Linked DNA regions of Sus scrofa: region 1 is linked to region 2. Evidence: chromatin contacts called from public Hi-C data. All regions are on one chromosome and are shown on one strand. The core of a region is the stretch at or near the end of the contact, and the rest is flanking DNA. Distances in the headings are between cores, read along the strand shown.

Region 1 (5,614 bases), core at 418-2,917, 300 kb before region 2:
TGCTGTAGGTCACGGTGACCCAGTCATATATATACAGACAATTTTTTTTTTTTGCTTTTTTTTTTTAGGGCGGGACCCACAGCACATGGAAGTTCCCAGGCTAGGGGTCTAATCAGAGCTACAGCTGTCAGCTTACACCAGGGCCACAGCAACACCAGATCTGAGATGCGTCTGCAACCTACACCACAGCTGACAGCAATACCGGATCCTTAACCCAGTGAGCGAGGCCAGGGATTGAACCTGCAATCTCATGGTTCCTAGTTGGATTCGTTTCCATTGAGCCATGACAGGAACTCTCAGGATATTCTTTGTCTCATGTTATCTTCCATCATGTTCTAGCCCAAGGACTGGATAGAGTTCCCTGTGCTTTATGGTAAGATCTCATCACTTATATGGAATCCAAAATATGGCACAGATGAACCTATCGACAGAACAGAAACAGACTCACAGACATGAACAGACTTGTGGTTGCCAAGGGGGAAGGGAGGGGGGTGGGGGGAAGGGGAGTGAAGTATTATTCGGCAGAATTTGAGGACTTGGAGCCTGGGCGGCAGCTTCTCAGATAGCTCTAAGGAAGAGGTGGGGGTGGGGGGAGGCAGGACATATAGGAGTTTTTGCAGCAAGGACCAGGTAGTTGGAGCTTCAAGAGATTACTGGTAATTAATGAAAACCAGATCTCTCAAGTTAAGGAATTTAGAGCTTTCCTATGTATGGGAAGATGGAAAGTCTGAACTCACCGCAAGCATGCCTTTGATACGCACCTCGGCTCTCTGGGGCCAGCATCCTGTGCTTTCCTTCTCAGGGAGCCCCCTGGGGGAGTCGGGGTGGGGGTGTGGGCTGCAGAGTCTGATGATTTGATGGTGGTCATTCCGTCTCCATCCTGAGCTCCCTCTGGGCTCTCCATTAGGGCAGCTGTCACGGCGGCTGGTGGCCACATCCTCTGTTTACTGAGATGGCAGGTGGCATTTTTCATTCACAGTCTTTTATTTAATCACCAAAATGCAGAAACAAGAAATGCCCCTGGTGGTCTGATCTGACTTTCTCACCCGGCTCCCCTCTCCCATCAGGGGTCACTTGACGCTTTGACTCAGGGGCTGATTCAGACCCCCATCTAGAGTCAAAACCTCTGTCCCCTGCTTCCCCTCGGGCCCGGCTTTCCTCCCTGAGACACGCCGTGAGAACGAATCAGAGCCTTCCTGCAAAACGTGAGACAAGTCAAATACATGAAAACTAAGCAATAAAATCTGACACACCAGCTCCGTCTTGGGGGTGCTCATATCCAGTTTAAAAGGACCGTGGGCTCTGGGAAAAGGGCACTGCCCACGGCTAACACAGACCTTTGCCCTGTGGCCTGGGGCTGTCCCTGCATTTTTCAAATGCTTCTATTTGGACCTTTTCAAAATAAATGGGGGAATTGGGCTTCATGTGCTTATAGGGCAAGGCTGCTCCCTGGACCTGTCACCAGGCTGAAGCGTGAGATCGAGTGGAGGATTCTTGCCAGAACATGAATCAGTTACAGCCTGATATTCTGAACCCTGGTCTTGTTTTCCATTCTCTAATATTTCTTCACATCGCAGCCCAAACAATCGCTCATAATTAAACCGAGGGAAGGAGCGGGCCTGGCAGGAAGCGTACTTGGCAAGGACCCCAGAGGCCTGCATTGTCCTTCATGGAGAATAATTGCATCAGACCCTCCCATTTCCAGGGGAAGGACGGGTGTTGCAGCGCAACCGATGGGAGAACATAAGAGGAAGAAAGCAGCTTATTTACATATTCCTAATCAGGTTAAGGTATAATTTTTTTTTTTTTTTTTTTTTTTAATGGGAAAAGGAAATGCCTTCAAGAATTGAAAGGTCATTTGAAAAACCTGCTTTCACTTCCTCCGGGAGCCACACCACATGCTGACCGTGACCTCTGCTCACATCTGCTGCAAACCCTGCGGGTTCAAAAGGAAAGGAGGCCAACGGGTGTGATCCAGCCCGGAGCCTGGAAGTTTCAAGAGAAGTTAAATGTCATCCGTGTTTAAAAAGTCAGAAACATATCGTCCCTCTGTTTTTGGCATCTGCTATTTACGCAGTAGGTTCACTGCAAATCTGAGCGCAGGGAGAGGATTTAGAGTCTAGATGGCAACACCAGCGGGGTTGGGGGGGCTGAGCTGGGGGATGTCTTAGCAGTTGTTTGGCTTTGGCTCAGTGAGACCACAGAGCATCACGGCCCACCTGCTGCTTCCTGACCAGCAAGACCTCGTCGACTCACAGCCCCCCTGGCTTCAGGTGCCCTGGGGGCCGGCAGGTGAGGGGAAGCTGTGGTGGTCTGTGCACGTCATTGGAAAAAAGAATTTTTTGGATTCAGAGCAAGGTGAAGAAAAGACACGTTTATTGGGGGGAGAGAGATGCTGTTAACCCAGCGGGACAACTTCCCTTTAATCAGGGAGAGCTGACCCCGGGGGTGCATGGTCATGTCTGTTTTTATAGCCCAGGGAGAGGAGAGGGCTCAGGATGCACCTGCTGACCTGCTGATTGTTGGGGAAAGAGGAGTGTCAGGATACACTTGCTGGTTGGCAGGGGGCGTGTAAGGTCTCTGTGAGGGCCGGGTGAGGAGTGGGTCACATGCCTTTCCTAGTGGGGGGGGCAGGGAGGAGTAGGGCAAGTTGCTTAAGGTGGGGGTGGGGGGGCATTACAATGAGGCAGCTGGTCATTCTTGTCTTGGCCAGAGGCTTTGAGGTCCATCTCTGAAGGGGCCTTGAAGCCTCACAGAGGCCAGCACGGTTTCCCCATCCTTTCTTCCCCTGCCCAGGTACCAGCCCCAAATTTATCAGTTTCCACGGAAGGGACAGTTTGGGCCGAGGGGTCAGCTCTCATACCCCGGGGAACGTGCAGAATCTGCTGTCCAGCTTTCCAGGGAGCTCAAGCGAGGGAGCCACACTCTTCACAGAGCATCTCAGCTGCCCAGGAGGAAGGTGGACATTTCGGAGGCCAGGGAGGCCTGAACTTCCTGCTCCTGGCCCTAAGCTCCTGGACTCCTCACCCACTTCTCCAGGGCCAAAGCCCCCAAGGCCTCAGCCCCCAGGGCATCGGAGAAGGAAAGAAAGCAGACGGCAGAAAGGGTGTCCAGCCTCATCCTGTGATCCCTGCTCCGTGAAGCTGGGGTGAGGCCCCAGGGTGAGCCCGGGAAGTAGGGGAGAGGGCAGAGGGCAGAGGACGAAGGGGGACCAGCAACAGGAGATCTGCCCAAAGGACTGAGGGCACAGCTCTGAGACGTGACTTCCTCTAGGGGATAAATTTTGGGGGGTATGTCCTATACCAGAAAACCAGTTGCATGGAGCCCAGGTATGCCCATTCCCGGAGAGCGAGACTCTGGCTCCTGGCTCTGTGCTTACACAGATCCCACACGTGCATTTTGGTTCCTTAACCCACATCTGGACACAGAACGTGGTCCTGGAAGGCTCCCCAGCCGAGAATCATATTCCTTAAAACACAGGAGACAGGAGCAAAGTCTGAGAGAAGTGGGCAGGGGGTGGGGGAGAGTGGTGCAGAGCCCCCCTAGGATGCTGGCCAGCTGGCAGGAAGGGCTGTGTCCCCTTGTCACCTGGGCTGTCCATGTGCCCACCACATGTCAAGTGTACTCAGAAGGCACTGGCGGAGAGAACTCAGGCAAAGCGTCCCGGGAAGCAGCGGGAATGGGATGTGTCCTCACTGCAAAAGCAGCACCATATAAGGCAGGAGGCTCTTGTTTACAGTGACAGATGCTCACTTGCTCGCGCTCGAGGCAAATGAGAGTTTGCAACTTAGGCCAAAAGAGGAATTTATCAGCTAACATAAATAGGTCAGGTTTTTGTTTTTTAAAGTCTGAGGCACATCTAGATGCAGGGGTTTCCATATCATCTGGGTTTTGTCTGTCTCTCTGTTTCTTGGCTCTTCCTCCCTCTCTACCTAGGCTGAATTCTGCAGCCTATTTCTCCCATGACTTTTGTTTGGCAGCATCTGGAACTCCTCTGGGTCCTGGGACCTGCTCCCCTCCTGAGTCCCCCCTGCCCCCCCGCAGAGGCTGACAATGTCAGATGCTTCTTTTCCCAAACGCCTTTCCAGCTGGGGCCTCAGGGGTGTAACCCGGGCGCCGTCCTAGATCTGGAACCCGCAGTAGATGCAGCAAAGAAAAAGAAAAGGAGGAAGAGCAGGAACGTGGAGGGACCTCTCCCTTGGGGAGCTTGCGTTCCTGGTGGTGTCTAGGGTCCTGGGGCCTGGGCGCAGGGTCCGCTCTGCAGGTCAAGGCCTCCATGTGCAGCTGCAGTCCCCACCAGACTTGACCTGGGTGTACTGGGGCCACACTCCCCACTGTGGACCATGTACCCTGGGCTCTGGCTCTCCCAGGGATTCCTTCTGATACCCAGTAACCTTTCCACAAATTTCTTCTCTACTTGAATCAACCAGAGTGGTTTTCTACAGCTTGCAAATAAGAATCTGATTGCAAACAGCTGCCCTGAGGTCCCAATGACCCAGCTTAACCCAACATGAAAGGAACTTCTCTCTTCCGTGTCTGTCAATCTGGGCAGGGATCTAATTGATCTTTGAGCAGGGCTGTCACATGCCACCCATCCCCCAATCATGTCACTAGAGGAACGTGTCTTTACAATTGTCCCAGCTTGGGGGAGACGTTCTTTCCATGGCCCCGGAGCGTGGAGCCCGTGAAAGATGCCTGATAAGGTCTTGTGGATGTAGGACGTGACATTTCCCAAAGGAAGAAGCTGTGTGTGATAAAAGCTTTCCTTTTCTATAGAATTTTCCCTAATCATTCACCAGTCTTTTTTTTTTTTTTTTCTTTAATGGCATACCCACAGCATATGGAAGCTTCCAGACCAGGGATTGAATCAGAGCCACAGCTTTGGGAATGCTGGATCTTTTTTAACCTACCATGCCAGGGCAGGGGTTGAACCTGTGCCTCTGCAGTGATCCTAGCTGTTGCAGTCAGATTCTTAACCCGCTGTGCCACAGCGGGAACTCCCACCAAATTTTTAAGACCCACCAGTACCAGACCATGAAAAACTGAAAGAACAGGTCTGGTCTGCGAGTTCCAGCTCCTCGGAAGCACAAAATAGGAACCCTAAAAGTGAAGAAACTGGGAAGTCTAATAAGCAGAGGGGATCTTGTGTGTGGAATTTCTCCGAATGAGAGAGCTAATGTTTTCTTGTCTCCAAATCTATGATGGTTTGTAGAAAAGATGCCATTATCCCTCCATTTCAGGTCAGCCTGGATGCAGGGAGAGACTTTCTTTTAGAGCTACCTACATAATTGCCTTTAGTGAGTGTACTTTGGTTTTCTATGTGAAATCAAATTATTCTCTGGCTGAATTTGTTCTCATCCATGAACTTCCTTTAATATTTCTTGTAAGCCAGCTATGCTAGCAATGAGTTACCTCAGTTTTTGTTTCTCTGGAAATTCTTTTTTTTTTTTTTTTTTGTCTTTTTGCCTTTTCTAGAACCACTTCCCATGGCATATGGAGGTTCCCAGGCCAGGGGTCTAATCGGAGCTATAGCCTCCAGCCTACACTATAGCCACGGCAATGTGGGATCCGAGCCATATCTGCAACCTACACCACAGCTCACGGCAATGCTGGA
Region 2 (6,083 bases), core at 730-3,229:
ATGAGCCTGCACCACAGCAGCGACTGGAGCCACAGAGTGACACCGATGGGTACTTAACCCTCTGAGCCACAGGAGGATTCCAGAACTGGCTTTTTTCTCCCTCTTTTTAGGGGCACATCCACAGCATATGGAAGTTCCCAGGCTAGGGGTCAAATTGGAACTGCAGCTGCCAGCCTACACCACAGCCACAGCAACACCAGATCCAAGCTGCATCTGTGACCTACACTACGGCTCACAGCAAAGTCAGATCCTCAACCAAGTGAGCGACGCCAGGGATTGAACCAGCATCCTCGTGGATATTACCTGGGTTCTTAATGTGCTGAGTCACAATGGGAACTCCCAGAACTTTTATTTTTAACCACTTATAAATTACCCAGTTTTAGCTACTCATTAAAAAAAAAAAAAAAATCATCTATTGGTTGTTCCCTGGTCTGGGAACTGAGATCCCACATGAAGCCACTGCACTCTGTAGCCCAGAAAAAAAAAAGCAACTATTGCCTCCTCACTACTAAGTATGAAAAATACAGATGCAAAGTTTTTTGAAGTATTATATAAAGTTAGCTTTTATAAAAATAACATAATTTTATAAGGTGAGCATAAAAAAATATTGTCTCCCCACGACTAAGAACTCTTCACATTCTTAACATTCTATTGCTACTACAATGTCATTAAATTAACTTCCTTGGCAAAAGTGTTCCAATTCCCAAGGAAGGAAAATCAGCAGCTCTTATTCAGATAGAAATGTAGCCACTTATGATTGCTCTGGACTTATGCCCACTATTAACTTCCTTTTCTTTGGAACAAATGTTTAAAATCATTTTAAAATATCTGTCTCACAAAAGCACAAGTTTAATTATCATAATCTGCAAATTTAACTTCTTCATACCCAAACATGGTGCTATGCAGATTTGTTCAGTTACGTGTATAGTCTTTGAAAAACATCATACCTGGCGTCTTTTCAAATAGTCAAGTGCAATTTGTACATTCTGTAGTCTGTGAAAACGCATCCGACCTTTCTCTCGGGGCTAAGAATAAAAAAATGCAAGGTATAAAAAACACTGTAGTTTCTGATGCCACTGACCATGCTAAGTATACTCATGCTGAATATACGATACAAATATACTTTATGCTCATCTTACTACGTCAAGACAATATTTACTGTTTGGGTAAATCCATTAAACTTTTAAAATGGTATTTTTAATTTTTTTCGCATTATCTGAGATTGAATTTATACTAGGGATTTTTCTGAATGTGTTTTATATAAACAGATGCTTTATTCAAAACATTTTATATAAACAGATGCTTTATTCAAAACATTTTCTTCCTTTCTTAAAAGGAAAAGAGAAAATACGATAGCACATACAAAGTTTAGTTACTATACTACAATTCTAGCCTAGACTTTTTAGCTATGGATGCACAACAAGAATTAAATACCATTCCCCATTTTGCCTTCTTAATAAACTCTGACTATTGCCAGGAAGGTCTTCATGATTAACTAGGTATGGCATGTTAATGAAAGTGATATAAAAAGCAGCATGCAGTTAGTATAAAAAATCACCAAGAAGGAGAAAGCCAGTGGAATTTTACTTAGCCATGACAGAGGACAAGAGAAAAGCAATTAAAGCCAGGTAATCTATTTCCTCTGTATTTTATTTGCGCTTTTGCACAAAATCAGCTGGGCTCTTTATCACAGGGTTACACTGCCTGGGGATGGACATGTGATTTGCTGCTTCAGGAAAACCGACAACTCATCGTTCTTTTTCCTTGATGCCGTTTCCCTTAAGAAACGTGACACGTTAGCAGAAGGAAAACAAGGAAACAGAGCTGAGAAAATGTTCAACAAAAATACAAAGAATGGAGCTGGAATGTACCACATAAAATCTTCCAAAGAGAAAAAATAACTGACAGCTGAGCTGCTCAAACAGAAACAGGTGGCCTCAGCCAAAGGCAGCAGAATGGAACAGCCGGCAGATCACACGGGATGGGAAAGTAAGTTCCATCTAATGGGAGACATGAGGGTGATGAACTCCCCAATGGGTCCAAAAAGCACAAGTTCCATGACACTGGGGCACTAGAGATGTGATGACACAAGAAGCACATCTGTCTTACAAACAGAGGTGGGTCAACTGAGCATCCCAGGGGTTAAACAGCTCTGTCAGGACTCTAGTGTTTAAAACATGCCCCCTAAGTAAATCCAGATGCGTGAAGATAGGTAAAGAAGGGCCATCGACTACCTACTACCAATAGATATGATTTAAAACAAACTTTTTTTGGTCCAAACCCACAGCATGGGGAAGTTCCAGGGCCAGGGTTCGAACCCGCGGTGACAATGGCAGATCCTTTACCTGCTCTGCTGCGCCACCAGGGTACCCCCCAGCATACTCTTAAACATTACAGAAATGTCCATAAGTTCCGTCAAATTAAGCAACAGGTCATTGTTATGTCTGAAGTATCAATTTCGGAAGTGGAAATAGATTGGCATAAACATGAGCAGGCTGGTCGTAAGACGTCCATACTTATACAAGATGTATATCGACTTCCGTAGCTAAACTCCCATCCTATGATTCAAGTACAGAGATGCCAATACCATGCAGGGCAGTCATCAATCAATCCATGGAAAGAGAACGTACATCCTCTGTCCAATTTTTTGGTGCACACACATCCACCTCACTGAGGGTTCTGGTCCTTTCTCCAGGGTGCTAAGAAGGAGCCCGAACCCAGGGGTTACTCGCTATCACATTAGTGCTCACCGCACTGGACTAGGTTAGTTGAGTTATGGGGGCTGACACCTACCCCCTTATCCTCATCCTCCACATCGTCATGCTGTTCATACGCGCATGCTTCTGTGGCACTCACCAATCGTAAGGTCTTCAAAAAATCTCGCTCCCTTGGCTAATGAATATAACAGACAGAAGATAGGACAGCAAAGACACAAGACAGACCAGAAATGAAAAGAAGAGCATGAACAGAACATAATGAAGGAGAACAGGTAACCAGGAAGGGGAAGGGGCGTTCACAAAAAAAGGAGATGACACTTGTGGACGGGGTTAGACCAGTTTTCAGAAAGCGATGCTTATCTCCTTGCTCTTTGTGAGTCTTTGAATAAGTTAGTTATAGTATGCATCCAACTTCCGATCAAAAAAAAAAAAAAACCAACAACACAAAACCCAAAAGGAAAAAAGAAGCAAGAACAAAAGTCTTATTTTAATTATAGAACTAATTACATAAGCAAGGTTATCGAAGTGCTTCCGCCTCCAGAAGTCACATCATTTGAAGTCGGAAAATGCTTAGGGACCGAACCAGAACACTTTTTGCAGGCAAGATTCGCAGCAGCGCTAAAGATGAATGCTGCAAAAATCTGAACAATCTGTGCTGGAAACAGATGAGTCCTATGCAAAAGAGGGTTTCAAGTTCTTCAGGATAAATCAGAAAATTGAAAACTTACCAAGGTGTCTCCCGAAAGAACCTCTAAAAGAGAGATCAAATTGTGTCCGTCCCTTAAGTCTTCGTAGAGGTCGTTCACATGTTTCCGAACCTACGGGAAGAAAAGCAATTGAGAACGCTTGATCCTAGAAGCCACAATCACCCTTGATACTCCAACAAGGAAGGGGAACAAGGGACACTGCACATGGGACACCCCATGTATTCATTCCTGCAGTAATTCCAAAAAGGTTTGGATTCTTTCACTATTTAAAAAGGAAAATTTAAAAGCGAAAAAGGAGTTCCCATCGTGGCACAGTGGAAATGAATCTGACTAGGAACCATGAGGTTGTGTGTTCAATCCCTGACTTCGCTCAGTGGGTTAAGGATCTGGTGTTGCTATGGCTGAGGTGTTGCTGTGGCTGCGGTGTGGCTGAAGCTCCCTAAAAAGCAAAAAAAAAAAAAAAAAAAAAAGCCAAAGTAACTTTCAGATTAATAATTCATAAGGACAAGGAGAAGTATTACATTTTTAAACATATCAGAACAAATAAAAGCCAACTACACAGAGTTCTGATTTTTAAAGTACAGGCAGTGCTCTGACCTGAATTATGATTCCTTTTTTTGTTTGTTTGTTTATTTTTGGCCTCACCCTTGGCATGTGGAAGTTCCCAGGGCCAGGACAATCAAGCCCGAGTCACTGCAGTGACAAAGCCAGACACTTCACCTGGTAGGCCACCAGGGAACTCTGCTGAATTACAATTTCTGGTGCAGCAAACAGAGCCACATTAGCAAGAGGGGATAGTTTTTACATGTGGCCCCCCCCTCCCCCATAGTTTTCCCAACCTCTGGGCCACAAGATCCGGGAAGCCAAAGGTACACATTCCACATCTGGAAAGTCCACAGATGCTAAGCTGGGTAAAGCGTACATGAGATTCTACGTACTATTTAAAAAAATAAATAAATAAAAATAAAAATTCTTGTGAGTGTATGATGGTTTTAAAATTTAAAAGTTCTTTAAAATTCATATATGTGAAGTTGTAAGACCTCTGTCCAAAATTCCACCACACAACGTAAACTTTCCCGTGGCAGGAAGTTCCCAGGCTAGGGGTAGAATAAGAGCAATAGCTGCTGGCCTACACCAAGCCATGGCAACACCAGATCTGAGCTACATCTGCCACCTACGCCACAACCTGCAGTAACGCCAGATCCTTAACCCACTGAGAGAGGCCAGGGATCGAACCCACATCGTCATGGACAGGAAGTCGTGTTCTTAACCTGCCCAGCCACAAAGGGTACTCTGGCAGGGAGTTTTCATAAGCACATCTACATTAACAGAAAGCTAATACTCAACCCATAACAGCTTCTCCCTCCCGTCCGTAGGCCTGGGTTCCAAGCCTGTTATTTTATTTCTTAATTTTTTTAGCTGTGCTTGTGGCATACAGAAATTCCCAGGCCAGGGATCAAACTCACAGCACAGCAGTGACAATGCAGGATCCTTAAACTTCTCTGCTGCTGGGAACCTCTAAGTTTGTGACTGCAGAGCTAAACCACCAAGGGTTCCCCAAAGTTCTGCTCAGTGTGCCACACCGGTGTACCTTCTGCCAATGCCTAGTGCACACTAAGGCTCCTGCCAGACCCCCAAGGGTCACAGCAGGCTGCCGGGGTGGCCATCCCACTCTGGGCTGGCCCATTTCCACATTCTTGCCTTGGGGTGACTCCAGGCTGTGTTACTTAGTGCCACTCTCAGGAAAGCAGCCAAAGAAGTGGTCCAGGAAGAGGCCGGGACCAGCATCCCACCTGCGGCCCACGGGCGCAGCCCTACACGTGCCCCATCCATGATATACTCTGAAGGCTGATCGTATGAGTTAAACTCCTTTGTGCTTTATTACATTTTATTTATTTATTACAGCAGAAAGTAATGAAAAGATCCAAACTCTCTGATGGCAGAGCAACCAGCAAGAAAGGGCCTAATATGAACTAGAAGCAAGCCTTTGATGGTTAAGCCTGCCAATTCTAAAAATGTAGCTTAAGTACCACTAAACTTTATCATCTTAACTGTCTATGAACATGTTTTGCATGGAAACCCTTTTTTTTTTTTGCCACTCCCATGACATAGCTACAGCTGCAACCTACACCACAGCTATGGCAACACCAGATCCCTAACCCACTGCACCACAGGGGGAACTCCTGCATGAAAATATTTCTGGTTCGTGAAGAAAAAATTCCCTTAAAAGCTTCACATCAAAGCTACCAGCTCCTATAACAAGTATTTTGAGAATTTCTGCCTAAGGTACAAAACCTTTTAACACTCAATTAATTTAATATTCAATTACCCAACTATGCATCATTAATGGCACATAATGTAAGTATTAAACTCAGGCCCAAAAGCTCTAAGTAACTAATAATGCTAACAGTACCTATAAATAGCAAACCTCAAACTGAATCAAATTACTTTTCTTTTTTCTTTCTTTCTTTTTTTTCTTTTTAGGGCCCCACCTGTGGCATGTGAAAGTTCCTGGGCTAGGGGTCAAATCGAAGCTGAAGCTGCTGCCTACACCACAGCTTGTGAAAACGCTGGATCCTTAAGCAAGGCCAAAGATCAAACCCACACCCACACAGAGTCAATGTCGGGTCCTTAACCTTCTGAGCCACGAGAACCTGGA

What was found. Hi-C and Micro-C count contacts between places; a contact is called where the count stands out from the background.
Region 1: a Hi-C map of fetal skeletal muscle shows a contact between it and region 2, with 2.5 times the contacts expected there. The contact joins two enhancer-like sites. A contact is called at or near these places in 12 of 47 Hi-C or Micro-C datasets (alveolar macrophages, embryonic fibroblasts, epiblast stem cells and 8 more) and 1 of 2 datasets of contacts at active chromatin or transcription factors (skeletal muscle).

The regions. Positions count from the first base shown.
Region 1 is chr7:29,348,159-29,353,772 of Sscrofa11.1, reverse strand. No RefSeq gene overlaps it. Among named protein-coding and RNA genes, the nearest start is that of COL21A1, 64 kb to the left of the region's middle. Within about 2 kb of position 1,667, at least 29 of the 83 cell types and tissues checked have an H3K27ac peak or open chromatin away from gene starts, as enhancers often do. A contact at or near this core is called in fetal skeletal muscle, where this site is marked.
Region 2 is chr7:29,050,622-29,056,704 of Sscrofa11.1, reverse strand. DST (dystonin) reads right to left here. Exons shown (of 101, transcript XM_021098579.1): 6 at 3,446-3,535; 7 at 2,794-2,892; 8 at 948-1,025. Among named protein-coding and RNA genes, the nearest start is that of DST, 240 kb to the right of the region's middle. Within about 2 kb of position 1,979, at least 1 of the 83 cell types and tissues checked has an H3K27ac peak or open chromatin away from gene starts, as enhancers often do. A contact at or near this core is called in fetal skeletal muscle, where this site is marked.